2 separate regions of the Mus musculus genome follow, and region 2 is linked to region 1. A link is a contact called in public promoter capture Hi-C data. All regions are on one chromosome and are shown on one strand. Each heading gives the region's core, a stretch centred on a gene start, on an enhancer-like site or on the middle of the called end of the contact. The rest is flanking DNA. Distances are from core to core; before and after follow the strand shown.

What was found. Capture Hi-C pulls out chosen DNA fragments and counts their contacts.
Region 2: a promoter capture Hi-C map of pancreatic islet shows a contact between it and region 1. The contact joins the promoter of Flywch1 here to the promoter of Bicdl2 in region 1. A contact is called at or near these places in 6 of 39 promoter capture datasets (the C10 cell line, the HPC-7 cell line, cranial neural crest and 2 more), 1 of 484 Hi-C or Micro-C datasets (embryonic stem cells), 3 of 115 datasets of contacts at active chromatin or transcription factors (embryonic stem cells and pancreatic cancer cells) and 3 of 9 other capture datasets (adipose tissue, liver and pancreatic islet).

Annotation. Positions count from the first base shown.
Region 1 is chr17:23,658,619-23,662,321 of GRCm38.p6, forward strand. It overlaps Bicdl2 (BICD family like cargo adaptor 2), which reads left to right and starts at 1,888. Exons shown (of 10, transcript NM_153784.3): 1 at 1,888-1,934; 2 at 3,150-3,444. The coding sequence starts at 3,163.
Region 2 is chr17:23,770,003-23,773,705 of GRCm38.p6, forward strand. Flywch1 (FLYWCH-type zinc finger 1) reads right to left here and starts at 1,600. Exons shown (of 8, transcript NM_001357994.1): 1 at 1,413-1,600.

The DNA.
Region 1 (3,703 bases), core at 638-3,137:
GTACGCTGCCACCACCTGGCCTACTTCCTACTTCCTTTTTTTTTTTTTTTTTTTTTTTTCGGTCCTGAACCCTAGCCAGAGACACACAGAGCAGATACTCTCAGGAAAGCTGAAGATGAGAAATGTAGCTTAGTAGGAGAGCTCTTGGGTAGAATGTAGAAGCTGTGGGTTCAATTCCAGCATCTCTCCCTCCCCCCTCCTCTCTCTCTCTCTTTCTCTTTCTCTCTCTCTCTCTCTCTCTCTCTCTCTCTCCCCTGATTATGTATATACCCTTCCTACTTACACTCAGCTGGTATTCTGGTAGCAGCTTCCAATCAGCCTAGAGTGAGTATTTACACCACAGAAACAGGTAAATGTATCAAGTTCACTTTCCCCAGAAACCCGTTGTTAAACCCTTGCCAGCACACCTCTTTTCCAGAGATACATTTGTCCTCTTTATCAGGCCTGGAATTCCTGTCCTGTGCCTCAGGAAGCCCTGGTGTCTAGAATTATGAGGAGCCACAAGGCCAGTGCTGGGTTTCACTTTGTGAGCTGATCTGACATCACCTGTCTTGGCTCCTGTCCCTTGATACCATGGGCCTTGCTGGAGCATGAGACCCAACTCTGCAGAAAAAAAGAACTGAGACCCCACCTCTGGAGCTACATGGACTCAGGTGTGCTTCGAGGCAAGCCACCTTAGGTGCCAGGGAATCAGTGTCTTGTATGCAGCACGGAACTATTAATCCCAGCACTCAGGAGGCAGAGTCAGGCAGATTTCTGAGTTCGAGGCCAGCCTGGTCTACAAAGTGAGTTCTAGGACAGCCAGGGCTACAAAGAGAAACCCTGTCTCCAAACAAACAAAAAAGAATAAGATGCTAGGGCTGGTGATACCGTCGGCTGGTCGAGTACTTACCTAGCACACACCAGGCACGGATTCAAACCCCAGCACAGCATAGGCTGAGTGTGGGGTGGTACATGCCTGTTATCCTACGACCAGGAGATGGAGCCAGGAGCATCTGGAAGCTCAAGGTCCCCTGTTCTTTAGTAAATTTGAGGCCATCCTGTGACACATGAGACCCTGTCACACACACATCCCAAAAATGGCACCGCACACATTCACTGTACATAACTGTGGGGGTTCAAATGAGAATGCCCCCTCCTGTAGGCTCGTACATTTGAATGCTTTGTCCCCAGTTGGTTGAACTGTTTGGGAAGGATTAGGAAGTCAAACTTTTTTGGAAGACATGTGCCAAAGAGGTAAGCTTTGAAATTTTAAAAGCCCATGCCAGGTCCTTGCTCTCGTTCTTGCTCCCCTTCCTGCCCATGTATCAGAGGTAAGCTCTCAGCTACTGCTCCAGTACAAAGCCTGCCTGCCTGCTGCCATGCTCATGGTCTCTAACCCTCTGGAGCCATGAGTCCCCAAAATAAATGCTTTCTTTTATAGGTTGCCTTGGTCATGATACTTTGTCATGGCAATAGAAAAGTAATTAAGACAATAACAAACTTGTACCCCAAACAAAGCCGGTGGCTTCCCTGAACCTCAGCTTGCCCTTCTATAAAATAGTGTGTCAGTAGATGCTGCTTCCTTAGGGTGTTACAAAAGAAAAAAAATTACTATAAAAGGGCTTTCTTAGTGGAGGGCTTACCACGGTATCCTTACTAATAATTTCCTATCACAAGGGCAAGCATGAAGAATAAGAAGCTGACTTCTTTGCTCAGCCTGTAGATCTGCACATAGTAGGTGTTCAATTAATGTTCCCAGTAAGAAGCAAGATGGATCTTTAAGAGGATGGATGTGACATTCCTTTGACAGTGCCTAGCCATTCCCACCACCAGGGGGCGTCCCAACCCCTCCCGCGGCACCGCCCCCTCACCTGTGCAAGCTTGCACCTGGCACCGCCTCCGGAAGAGGACTTGGGGATCGGGGAACCTCGGAGGGAGCCTGGTGGCGACAGGTGAGAGCCTAGGGGGTGATGAGGGCGGGACACTCAGGTTTTGGGCATGGTTGGAGAGGACCGGTCGGAACGGTAGGATGGAGATCGGGAACAGCCTCTAGGGACTCTGGAAGTAACTCCGGGATGCCGGACACCTGCCGCAAAGAGTGATTATCATGCTTGCCCTTGTGATAGGAACGGGTCGGAGAACCCACTGGGTCTAGCCCTAGGACAACTAGACTGGGACATGTGTAACACCTGGGATTTTTCCGGCCAGCTGTACTTGGCACCTGTCGAGGGGAGGGGAACAGGTGCGCGTGGGCTCCGGGGTGAGTAGGGGGCGGGGACCCTCCCGGGGTTGGCATGGAGAAACCAGAGTGTCAGGCCTTTTCTCCTGAGCCCCTGAACCCTTCTCCCTTGGCGGCCCTCGTAAAGCACAGGGCTCCCGTCCCCAGGGGCGGGCCGGGAAGTAAACAGAAACCCGAAGTGGAGGCTGTGGCGCGCTGGCTGGCACAACCTGTTACCTCGCCCTGCGCTGGGTCAGCGCCAGGGCTCAGGGAAAATGGGGGTCTGCGGATGAAGGCTCCTAAGTCAGGAGGGGTAAAGGCAGGAATACCTGAGTCTTGATAAAATTAGGATTCCGGAGATTCCACTTGGAGTCCAGGAGAGGGACGCGATGCCCATCAAGGCTGACAAGGCTAAACCAAGTCTAACGCACTTGGGTCCTGAGAAAGTAGACAAGGATATGGGAAGGCAAAGAGCTAGAAATCTGAGTTTCTGGAAAGGGAAGGAGTTGGATCCCTGTGGCTAAAGGGTCAAGACACAGCTGTCCCCACTGGTGAGAGCCTGTACTCTCTGGATAGGAAGTTGGTTTCATCCCTAAGACTGAGTCTACGTGACCCTGCCATTCTAGGTAGGATTAGTGCCCAGGTGGTGAGGGACTGGGAAGAGGAGCAAGGTCTGTCATTGGGTTGCTTGTGGCACCAGAGCGCTGGGACAAATCTTCCCTAGGGCAAAGAATGTGTGACAAAGGCAGGAGGCAGGAGGTGAGGGCAAGATGGTTGGTTTCATTCTGCTTCCAGCCTCAGTCTACCCTGAGGTCATTAACGGAGCTGGGTGGCCCACATGGATCATTAACCCTTGTCGGCCCAGGCTGCAGAATTGAAAGGCCACTAGGGGGCGTGCCCGGGGGCTGCTGCCGAATGGCTATGTTTCAGCAGCAACCTATCTTCACAGATGTGAAGGCACCATGGACTCCCCTGGTGAGCCAAGCTTCCCTTCCGGGCTGCTCTCAGGGGGTGCTTCTCCTAGTGGCGATGAAGGATTCTTTCCCTTTGTGCTGGAGCGACGAGACTCCTTCCTGGGAGGAGGGCCAGGGCCAGAAGAACCAGAGGACCTAGCCCTGCAACTGCAACAGAAAGAAAAGGACCTGTTGCTGGCTGCTGAACTTGGCAAGATGCTTCTGGAACGCAACGAGGAGCTTCGGAGGCAGCTGGAGACACTGAACACTCAGCACTTGGAGCATGAAGAAGTGAGTTGGCCTGGGGCAGATGGGGGGTGGGCAGGGCTGGGGTGAACAGGAATGAGACCCAAGCAAGGAGAGGCGAGAGACATGTGGGCAGAGTGATGCCTTTCAAACAGATCGAGGCAGGGAATCCATGGGAAGTATACATGGAATCCTGTAGTCCCAGCACTCTAGAGTTCGAGAAAGGCTACATAACAAGACCTGTCCCCAGAGAAAAAGATCCAGGCATGGCTTGGGAGGCAGAGAGAGGCAGGAAGATCTAGAT
Region 2 (3,703 bases), core at 350-2,849, 110 kb after region 1:
TGCACTGGTGCCATTCTAGACCTGATCTCATTTCCCTGGGATGGGCAGGGTACGATGTTTATTGGCACCTTTGGGCTTTATGTACTAAATAAAACCCACTACCACCTCTTTTCTCAAGTCACCGGGGAACCAATACTCCTGGTGGAGAGGAGGGATGGGACAGTGAACTGAGGATACTGTTCCAAAGCGATTCAGCAATGCAGACGCTGCAGCAGGACATGGTGATACATACCTTTAATTCCAGCACTCAGGAGGCAGGGGGTGGAGGAGCTCTGTGAATTTGAGGCCCACCTGAAGCCCACAGATGAGGGCTACATAGAAAAACCCTGTCTTGAAACAAACAAACAAAAAGGAATAAGGCAGAGAGTGATAAACAGCCTTGTGTATGCATGCACAGAGACACACAAACACACACTCAGAATGATAAGGAAAACCCACATGAGATGTGGGAAGCCAACTGATAGATTTCCGCAATCCTCCTAGATGAGAATCTTGGCTAGACGGATTCCTTTACCTAACAATTCAGCTTCACATCCCTCCCCCAGCAAAGCCATCTTCATCTGCATAAGTGAGCATGTATTATCAGCTCTCCTCTACTTCATATGCTGTTTTGTTCCCACAAGTCAGACTAGTGGCACTTGGGAGAACAATGAGATAAACATACCAGAAATCTAAACCAAGCCCCAGCAATGGTAAGGACCCTGGAAAGCAAAGAAGTTAAAAACAAAACATCATAACAAAAAGATCTTTCTTGGGGATGGTTATCTGATTGTAGAGTAAGGAGTAAAGGGGGGTTTAAAACTGTCAGATAAGCTAGGTCTTGAATCAATGGGTTAGCAAGTCAGTCATTTGGAATGGAATGGAACGGAACAGAAAGGAATGAATTAGAACACAGCCTAAATAGATCTGCGTCATGTGAGATTGGTAAGCGACTCTCTTTAAACTTGCGATTCACGAAATCTATCTTCAGGCACAGAATATACACATAAAACATCTTTCTCAGTCTAGAATGCGTCACAAAGTTTGAAAGCCACAATGGGCAACCTATAGTCTGAACGAGGAGGGGTAACAACCGGCAAAAAGTGCAAGGTCATTGGGACCTGCGGCCGCCAAGGATGGGCCGCGACGGAGGACAGAGCTGGATGGACATGCAATGGGTGGACACGGTTCAAGGAAGATGGGCGAATGTGTGGTCCCGGATTTAGAGGTGTTAAGATCGGTACAGGAGTCGAGTGGGTTGATGGAGAGATCAGGTAGAAAGGAGGCGCATCGTGGATGTCCGACAAAGAAGCACCCCATGCCCGAGCTACAGAGCTGGGGCCCCTCCCCAGCACCGGGCGCGACCCCAGGATAGCCGGACCAGGCATCGCTCCGCTGGTCCGACCCTCCCGCCCGCAGGGGCCCGTCCTCACCGACGGCAGCGGGCCCTGCCTCTCCGGCGGCTGAGCCACCCGATCCTTCGTGTGAGTGTCCGCCAACGCAGGCGCCGGCCTAGCAGCCGGGGCTGCTCTAGGAACCACGACCCCGCCGCCCGCTCCCGCCGCCAACTGCCCCCTGGGGAGCGAGCCCGTGCCCGCGCGCGCGCCCCCGCGAGACGCCTGCTTGGGAAGCCTAGAAACTACTAGCGAGCATGCGCAGCAGAGGCGCGGAGCCATTCCTGAGGCGGATACCACTTCTCCGGGTCTTCTCTGCGCAGTGTCAACTTGACACCCTAGCCAATCAGCATCAGGGGCGGGTCTACTAACAAGGAAGAAGGCGGGACAACCCATGGTCCCGCTACTGCATCCGGGAGGGCGGGGCGACAGGTGAATTTGTAGCAAGGATGCAGGCTGGGAGTCATCACTAAAAGGATGACAGCGCTATTGATAGAGAGAACAGGACTTTTATAGGATTTGACTGCATTCTTACGAAGTTGTAGCTTTGGCTTAAGTGCGTCTTTAGGCCTGTGACCTTCAGAACTTTCTTTTTTACATTTTAAGTATTTTATTTCTTTATTTTTTATTTTTATTTTTATTTTAAGACAGGGTTTCTCTCCGTAGCCCTGGCTGTCTTGGAATGCTCTCTATAGACCAGGCTGGCCTCAAACTCAGAGATCAGCCTGCCTCTGCCACCCTAGCACGGTGAGTACTGGGATCAAAGGCATGCGCCACTGCCACCCAGTTTTCTTCCTTCCTTCCTTTCTTTTTTATTTTTTAAAAAACATAACTCTGACATATTTTAAGTGTATTTTTAAAATGTATTTGGATGTTCTGTCTGCATGTGTATCTGTACACCATGTGCATTTCTGGTGCCTGTGGAGGCCAAAAGAGGGCATAGGATCTCCTGGAGTTGCCCAGAGTTATGAACCACCATGTGGGTGCTGGATATCAAGGCTGGGTCCTTTGGAAGCAGCCCAATGGTCTTCATAACTGAGCCAGTTCCAAAGAACATTCTTTTTTTTTTTTAAGATTTATTTATTTATTATATGTAAGTACACTGTAGCTGTCTTCAGACACTCCAGAAGAGGGCATCAGATTTCGTTACGGATAGTTGTGAGCCACCATGTGGTTGCTGGGATTTGAACTCTGGACCTTCGGAAGAGCAGTCGGCACTCTTAACCACTGAGCCATCTCGCCAGCCCTCCAAAGAACATTCTTATGCAGCACGTTGAAACCCTTAGATACCCCCCTCTCCCAATCCAGGACTATCTGAGATTTGAAATAGTGACAATAACAGATCGCATATTTAAATAAGAATCCAGGAGCTGAATGTGTGTGGCACAAATGAAACAGAAGCAAGAGAATCAGGAATTCAAGTCTTTCATCAGCTACATAGTGAATGTAAGGCAAGCCTGAGCTACATGAGACCCTGGGTTTTAAAAACAACAATATAGGTGAATAAGTAAGTAGAAGAGAAAGATAAGGGTTTTGGTTTTGGTTTTGGTTTCAGAAATCTAAAAGTTAAAAAACTTTTAACTTTTAGAGAGAAAATGGGAAGCCCTGTGTGGCGGGGCAAGCCTGTAAACTCAGAATTGCGGAGACAGAGGCAGGAGAATGAGGCCATCCTGGGCTACACAGCGAGTCCTGGAAGCTGATTCTTCATAGACTGTCTCCAAAAACAAACCGTTTTGAAAAGAAACACTGTTAGGTAGTGGCTCTCAACCTTCCTAAAGCCGTGACCCCTTAATACAGTTCCTCATACCGTGGTGACCCCCAACCATACGATTATTTTTGTTGCTACTTCCTAACTGTAATATTGCTAGTTATGAACCATAATGTAAATATTTTTGGAGATAGAGGTTTGTCAGGGAGGTTGTGACCCACAGGTTGAGAACCACTGCCTTAGCGATTCTCAGCACTTAAACAGCTCTTTACAGAGGACAAAATTCAGTTAGGAAATCTGACACCCTCTTTGGCCTCCTCTAAAATCAGGCATGTACATATTATAGACACATGCATGCAGGCAGATGCTCATACGCGTGAGATATCCTGTCTCAAATAGCTAACAAATAAGTAAATAAATAGACAGGCAGACAGATCTTTGAAAACAAACAAAATTGAGTGTGGTGGCCACATCTGCAATCCCATCCCTTGAGGATTTTGAGACAACCTCAAACACAGAATAATGCCAGTTTGGCCTGGTATGATGGTCCACATTTGGACTCCTAGCTACTTGGGAGGTAAGGGAAGAGTAATCAGGAGTTTGAGGACACAAGGAGCCCTGT